2 separate regions of the Sus scrofa genome follow, and region 1 is linked to region 2. A link is a contact called in public HiChIP or PLAC-seq data. All regions are on one chromosome and are shown on one strand. Each heading gives the region's core, a stretch centred on a gene start, on an enhancer-like site or on the middle of the called end of the contact. The rest is flanking DNA. Distances are from core to core; before and after follow the strand shown. Region 1 holds the start of KIAA0100 (protein KIAA0100 homolog). Region 2 holds the start of TMEM199 (transmembrane protein 199).

What was found. HiChIP or PLAC-seq counts read pairs in DNA pulled down with a chosen protein or histone mark.
Region 1: a contact with region 2 is called in an H3K27ac HiChIP or PLAC-seq map of alveolar macrophages. The contact joins the promoter of KIAA0100 here to the promoter of TMEM199 in region 2. A contact is called at or near these places in 1 of 5 promoter capture datasets (liver) and 1 of 2 datasets of contacts at active chromatin or transcription factors (alveolar macrophages).

What each region holds. Positions count from the first base shown.
Region 1 is chr12:44,891,552-44,894,958 of Sscrofa11.1, reverse strand. KIAA0100 (protein KIAA0100 homolog) reads left to right here and starts at 1,491. Exons shown (of 43, transcript XM_003131765.5): 1 at 1,491-1,650; 2 at 2,491-2,614; 3 at 3,398-3,407. The coding sequence starts at 1,583.
Region 2 is chr12:44,635,007-44,638,299 of Sscrofa11.1, reverse strand. It overlaps TMEM199 (transmembrane protein 199), which reads right to left and starts at 1,921. Exons shown (of 6, transcript XM_003358166.4): 1 at 1,678-1,921. The coding sequence starts at 1,888. It overlaps POLDIP2 (polymerase delta-interacting protein 2), which reads left to right and starts at 1,998. Exons shown (of 11, transcript XM_003358174.5): 1 at 1,998-2,249. The coding sequence starts at 2,089.

The sequences.
Region 1 (3,407 bases), core at 242-2,741, 260 kb before region 2:
AAGTTGAAATGGGGCTTTATCTGAAGGAGTGGGAAAGAAAGTCCCCAAGTGAAATCCTGAAGGAGTTTATGGAGATGAGGATGTCAGAGCAAAGGGATATGAGGTATTTATTTTTAAATCCTTAGAATTTCTTTAGCTTGTACTGTGTTAGCATCACTGCACTAGAGTTGGAAGGAACATTTGTCCTGTTGCATTTCACAGAGAAACAGGTAAAATAAAGTTGACTGAATTCTCTATTTCACATAATGATGTTTGCTTTCCAGATAAATTGTTCCCAAAGGGCAAGAACATATATAGATAGTTCTTAGATAGTTCTTGTGGAAGATATGTACAATATGTACACACACACACACACACAAGCTTTTTTTTTTTTTTTTTTTTTTTGGTCTTACCTGCAGCAGGAGGAAATTCCTGGGTCAGGGATCAAACCCACGCCACAGCAATGACCTGGGCAGCTACAGTGACAATACCAGATCCTTAACCCACCGTGCCACAGAGGAATTCCAAGTACAATATTCTTTACTTTTTTTTTTGTCTTTTTGTTATTTCTTTGGGCCGCTTCCGCGGCATATGGAGGTTCCCAGGCTAGGGGTCGAATTGGAGCTGTAGCCACCAGCCTACGCCAGAGCCACAGCAACACGGGATCCGAGCCGCGTCTGCGACCTACACTACAGCTCACGGCAACGCCGTGATCGTTAACCCACTGAGCAAGGCAGGGACCGAACCCACAACCTCATGGTTCCTAGTCGGATTCGTTAACCACTGCGCCACGACGGGAACTCCTATTCTTTACTTCTGTAATACCACTCCAGCGCAGTGCTTTGACTGCTGTTGACAGTAGAAAACTGAAAACTGCAAGGAAAGGTCCAGAATGGTGCTGCCCACACAGCAGCACAATACATATTAACTAGAACATTTGAACAGTAAATGAGTTAAAAATTCATTCTGTTGTGAATGGAATGAGGTGGGACTTTTGAGGCCTTTTAATTACCCCTTGGTTTCCTCAATGATGTTCGGATAAGGCTCTGGAATAAGACAGGATAAGTACTTCGTATGACCCAGGGGTATAACTGGGGCATTAGCCTCAGTCCAGGCCCTAAGTGGCCACGCAGACTCTATACAACTACTCTGGGAAACGCTTTGAGAGAGGATCTCCCCGCAGTGAAGCGATCCATCCGGGTCCTCTGACATCCTGGGAGCGAGCCTAGGCCCGGGCGAGCCTAGGCCCTGGCGAGTAAACCCGGTTCCGCTTTTCCGGGTCCAGAAGGGTGCGCCTGAGGCGGGGCCTGTGTGTCAATCGGCTTGAGGGCCGCTCCCAGTGCGCTCCTTCCGGAGCCACGCCTACACTTCGCGCTAGCAGCCGGTTGGCCCCACTGGATCGCGGGCGCCGGGCGGGCGGGGCCGAAAGACAGCTGGCAGGCTGGCTGGCTGCGGGAGGGGGCGGGGCGCACTCGCGCCAACGCTTCCTCCCCCCGCGCTGTCCCTGCGCTTGTTGCTGGTCGGCCCGTGGCGGCCCAGCTTGGAGCCGGCGGGGGCTGCCCCGGCAGGGCGGGGGCCAGAGCCGGGCCGGGCCGGGGCCGGAATGCCCCTGTTCTTCTCCGCGCTCTTGGCCTTGCTGTTGGTTGCGCTCATCGCCCTCTTCCTAGGCCGGTGAGGGGATCCCAGCTACAGCGGGGGAGGGGACAGTGGGAAGGGAAGGAAGAGAGGCTGAGGAGGGGGCGCGCGCAGGAAAGAAGCGGGCGGGAGGGGGAAGGGGCTAGAGGTGGGGAGATGGAGAGGGGGAGGGGCCGAGGAGGGGGCTAGCGACTAGGAAAGGGATCGAGCGGGGGCGTACGACCGGAGCTGTCTCGGAAGAACCGGGAGTGGGGGGGAGAACAAGCAAGCGGACGAGGCCTGAGGAGATGCTACGATTGGGAGGAGGATGGAGGTGTGAGTGAGGACGGGGCTCGGCTTTTCTTTTTCCATTCACTCGCCTCTGAACGTCCTCTTCCGCGAGCGCGAAGGGCACCTGCAACCTGCCCTGGGGAGCAGGAACAGGTCTGGCTGCCCAGGGAGAGCGGCATTTGAGTCGGCTGGGTGTGACCCCACAGTGCCTTCTCGCGGACACCTGTCTGGAAGGCGAAGGAGACCCTTTGGGGTGATGTGATGGGCACATCTGGCAGGGGTGCTTGTCCTTCGACTTCTCTTGGGAGTCTTCTCTCTATCTCTGGGGTTCCTAAGGATTTGAGGGATTGCTTTCTTTGTCTCCAACTTAGAAGGTGCAGTTTAGTTCGTCTGATTTCATCTGGGTGGAGGGGACACTCCAGGGCTGGGGTCCTGATCTGCGCGGATGAATGTATATGACAGAATGGTGTTTTGGAAGACAGGAGAGCTGCCCAGAAGATTCAGCTACAAATCATGGTCCTTTGGAAGGTGTTCTAGGGCCAGCAGGGGGTGAGGGAGGCCATAATTGGGAGAGGGTCCTATGAACTCATAAGGATTTTTCTGCAGGTGGCTTGTGGTCCGGTTGGCCACCAGTTGGTGTCAGCGGAAGCTGAAGGCGGAACTAAAGATTGGCTCCTTTTTTTGGATACAGAATGTTAGTCTTAAATTTCAGCAGCACCAGCAAACAGTGGTGAGAGTCCTGGGAAACTCCCTGGGTAGTATGTGGGGTTGATCCAAATGAATTTCAACTTTTGATTTCCTTTTTTAAGAATTGTAGTGGCTCTCTCTCCTAGTTAACGCAGCCTTGCACCCCTTTGCCAAGATGATCTTAGAGCTAGTTTGGGAATACTGGAATTGATGCAAGTGGTTCTGTTAAAAATGCTTATAAGGCGCAGAGTGTCGAGGGCATGTAAGAAAGATAACAGAAGCACAGAACAAAGATAATGGGAAGTAGAAGAGCTTAATTTAAGAGTGGAAACAGGGCAGCATATTCGTAAAAGAGAAATACTAAGCAAGTTCAGTCCATGTCATTGTGAGGAACAGGCTATCACACTGAGGAGAGAAGCTGGTAGAAATAGTAATGGAGAGTATTTAGTGGAGAGCTATTGCACTTCCTCCTGTTCTTAAAACATTTCCTCGAGTTCCTGCTGTGGCTCAACAGAAATGAATCTGACTAGGAACCATGAGGTGGTGGGTTTGATCCCTGGCCTCGCTCAGTGAGTTAAGGATCTGGCATTGCCGTGAGCCGTGGTGTAGCTTGCAGACGCAGCTCGGATCTGACGTGGCTGTGGCTGTGGTGTAGGCCGGCAGCTGTAGCTCCAATTCGACCCCCTAGCCTGGGAACCTCCATATGCCGCAGGGGCAGCCCTAAAAAGAAAAGAAAAAAAAATTCCTATCTTGAAAAGTAGGAAATTTGGCTGCTCTTGGCTTACCCAGCAGTTAGTGTACAAAGCTTTCTCCCTTGCTGTTTTAGGAAATTGATA
Region 2 (3,293 bases), core at 672-3,171:
TCCTATAATAGTTCATCTCCAGGATTATTTTCAATTGGGAAGAAACCAGGACAATCCCACATAAGTAGCTCCTAACTGACTTTGTCGGCCAATATCACCACTAACAAAACATAAGCCTTTAACTTATGTCATTTCTGTGGTCACGAAAGATCTTGCCCTAAATAGGTTTAAGCATGGTGATGGTGAACACTCAGAGGACACTGTACTAGATGATCTCTAAGGTTCTTTTTAGTTCCAATGATTAAAGAGTCTACCCTTTGCACTTCTGGGTAGGCTATGTTAAATTCTGGCAAAAGACCTTACATGCCAGTTTGTCCTACTGCCCCCACTCCCTTTACCTGCTAAGAGAACTGAGCCCTAAGGAAAAGAAATGACTCCTCCAAAAAGAGTTAGTGGCGGAATTAGGGCTAGAATCTAGACACTACTTCCAATTCAGATCTTTCAACAGTTTTTCATCATCCTATCTCATAAAAAGAAAAAAACATATCAGATCTGACCACTTTTGCTTTTGAGATGAAAAGAAATGTGGATTCCCAAACAGGACAAGCTCGATATGCTGTTTTCTTTCTTTCGACTTTTTTTTTTTTTTTTTAAGGGCCACACCCGCGGTATATGGATGTTCCAGCAACACCAGATCTGAGCAGCGTCTGCAACCTACACCACAGATCATGGCAACACTGGATCCTTAACCCACTGATCAAGGCCAGGGATCGAACCCGAGTCCTCATGGATGCTAGTCAGGTTCGTTACCCACTGAGCCACGATGGAAACTCCAATTGTTCTGTTTTCTAATGTGGCTTAAAAGGAAGAAACTGAACCTATGCAGTGGTAATGCGTTAAAACATGTATTTCTTCAAGGGTCAGGTGAGCCTAAGCGGGCCTGGAAGTGAAGAAGAGATTCAAGAGAGCAGAAACCGCACAGATAAAATTTTGTCATCCACAAAGAATGCCTATGGAAGTTGTGAAGGGAGTGGGTTCCCCAGAGTTTATGAGGTGACTCTTGGATTGGCTAGATGACCATTCTGTGGGTGAAAGAGAGTATTAGATTTGAAACTGGGTCCCCCTAAAACTGAATTCTCTGAGTTTGTGATTAACCTCTCTAGCCAAAACTTTCTTCCCTCTAACTCAATCCTGTGCTAATGGAACACTAATCACCAGTTAGATGGCTAAAACTGCTATTGTCATTAGCAAACTTAAGGTGCTAAAATCTGTTACAGAGATCATTAACCTGCAAACTCAGGCGTTTCTCCAGAGCCAGAGGTGAACTAATAGACTCCCGAGCCATGGGCCACCTGGCCCGAAAACTGTAAACCAGAGACTTGCCTACTCCCAATTGGAAATGCCACTGAAATGTCGCAAGACAATGACTGTTCCCATCCTCTTTGTTCTACTCCTTTAAAAGCAAACCCCTTAACTCAAAGGACAATTTGAAGCAGATCTGAGGCTTGTCTCCCACTCCCTTGTTTGGCACCCTGCAATAAACACTGCACTTTTCTTCACCACAAGCCTGTGTCAGTAGAATGGATTTGCTTGGAGTTGGGCAGGCAGACGCCAATTTGGCTCCGCAACCGTATACATCCTTCAGAAAAATGCTAGAGGTGTGGAAATAGACCTCAAAGGGGACAAAACTCTGGAAAAAAAAAAGGAAGCGACTCTGAACTGGAGACTGGGGCTCACCCCTTTCTCTCAGGTACTGGTGTAGATCCCGGATCAGGCGGAAAGAAACCAGGCGTTCAGGGCCAGGAGGGCCATCGCCGCCCTTGTGCTTCTTTCCCAACGCGGCCTCAAGATCTGCTCGCAGTTTCTTGGGCAGCTGCTCTGGCTCCAGTTCCCCGCCGGGGCTCAAAGCGCGTACCAGCCGCTCCCCGGCCAGCAAGCAAGACGCCATGTCTAAGCGACTGTAGGGTCACGTGACCCCGAGCAGGGACTTCCGTCCGCCTGCGCCGGAAGCAGCTCTGAGCTCGTTGGGCGGGGCGGAGGGCCAAGGGGGCGGGGACGCGGCGCGGGGCAGTGTGGGGCGGGGGCGGAACGCCGCCCGGCCGCGGGTCGGGCTGTGTGTCAGCAGCCCAGCGGGCACTCGGGCGGGACATGGCGGGTTGTGTGGCCCGGCGGGCCTTGACCGTGGGCGGTCGCTGGTGGTCCCGGTCGCTGACCGGGGCTCGTGGGCCGAGACCGCTGTGTGCAGCGGGTGGAGCTGGGGCCTTAACACCAGCGGCGACCACGACGACGCGGAGGCACCTCTCGTCCCGGTGAGGGACGGAGCGCGGGGGCCCTTCCGGAGCCCAGGGAGCGTGTCTCGGGTCAGAGAGGAGGCCAGGGGGCCCGGCCAGCTGAGGGTGACGAAAGTTCGACCCGGGGGAGGGCGCGGGCCGGGAGGCGACCTGCGCTGCCTTGGAGGCGTGCCAGGAGCAGAGACGGGAGTGCGGCCCCGAGCGCTGGGTTGTGCAGGGCTGACTCTGAGGGGGAAGCAGCAACCCCCCCAGAACGAACCCTACCTTCCCGAATGCTGTTAGTGGGCAGCCTTTTAATTAAGTCCTAGGGCTTTTGACTTGAACCTCCAGCCCGTGACTGGGTCAAGGCCTGCCTCAGAAAGATGCTAGAAGTGGGAAACTGGACCCGAGTCTGCGCTCAGTGTAACCTTAGGGACACATTTTCCTCTTTATGTGACTTGGGGAAGGGGGTTTCCAGGCGTGGGGTTGTGTGAGCAAGTGTCTCTAAGGATGGGCCAGGCAGATCACATTTGAGCAGGTGGATCAAGTGGGAGGAAGCATGAAGTTCACATTGCCACGATAGAAAAGAGGGCTTTGAAGGGCCCCTAGAAAAAGCAATGTCCAGAGAGGTCATTGTGAGAGCCGAGTGGCTGAGATTATACGCTGGTATTGGGGAGAGATGATAGCTATTTGCAGTTTAAGACCCCTGTGAAAATTGATGTAAATCTAAACAAAAATTAGATTGAGAAAGTAAATCTAGGTGGAATGCAGGGAGTAGTACACTTGCAAATCTAGAGATGATGAAGCCCTTCATGGGCAGGTTTAGAGGGAGGGAGATGGACATGGACTTGTAACACAAAACAAGGTTTTTTGTTTTGTTTTGTTTTTTTCTTTTCCTAATTTGTCTTTTTAAGGCTGCACCTGCAGCATATGGAGGTTCCCAGGCTAGGGGTCGAATGGGAGCCTCAGCTGCCGGCCTACACCACAGCTCACAGCAATGCCGGATCCTTAATGCACTGCATGAGGCCAGGAATCAAACCCATGTCCTCATGGATACTCCTCTGGTTTGTTAACCACTGAGCC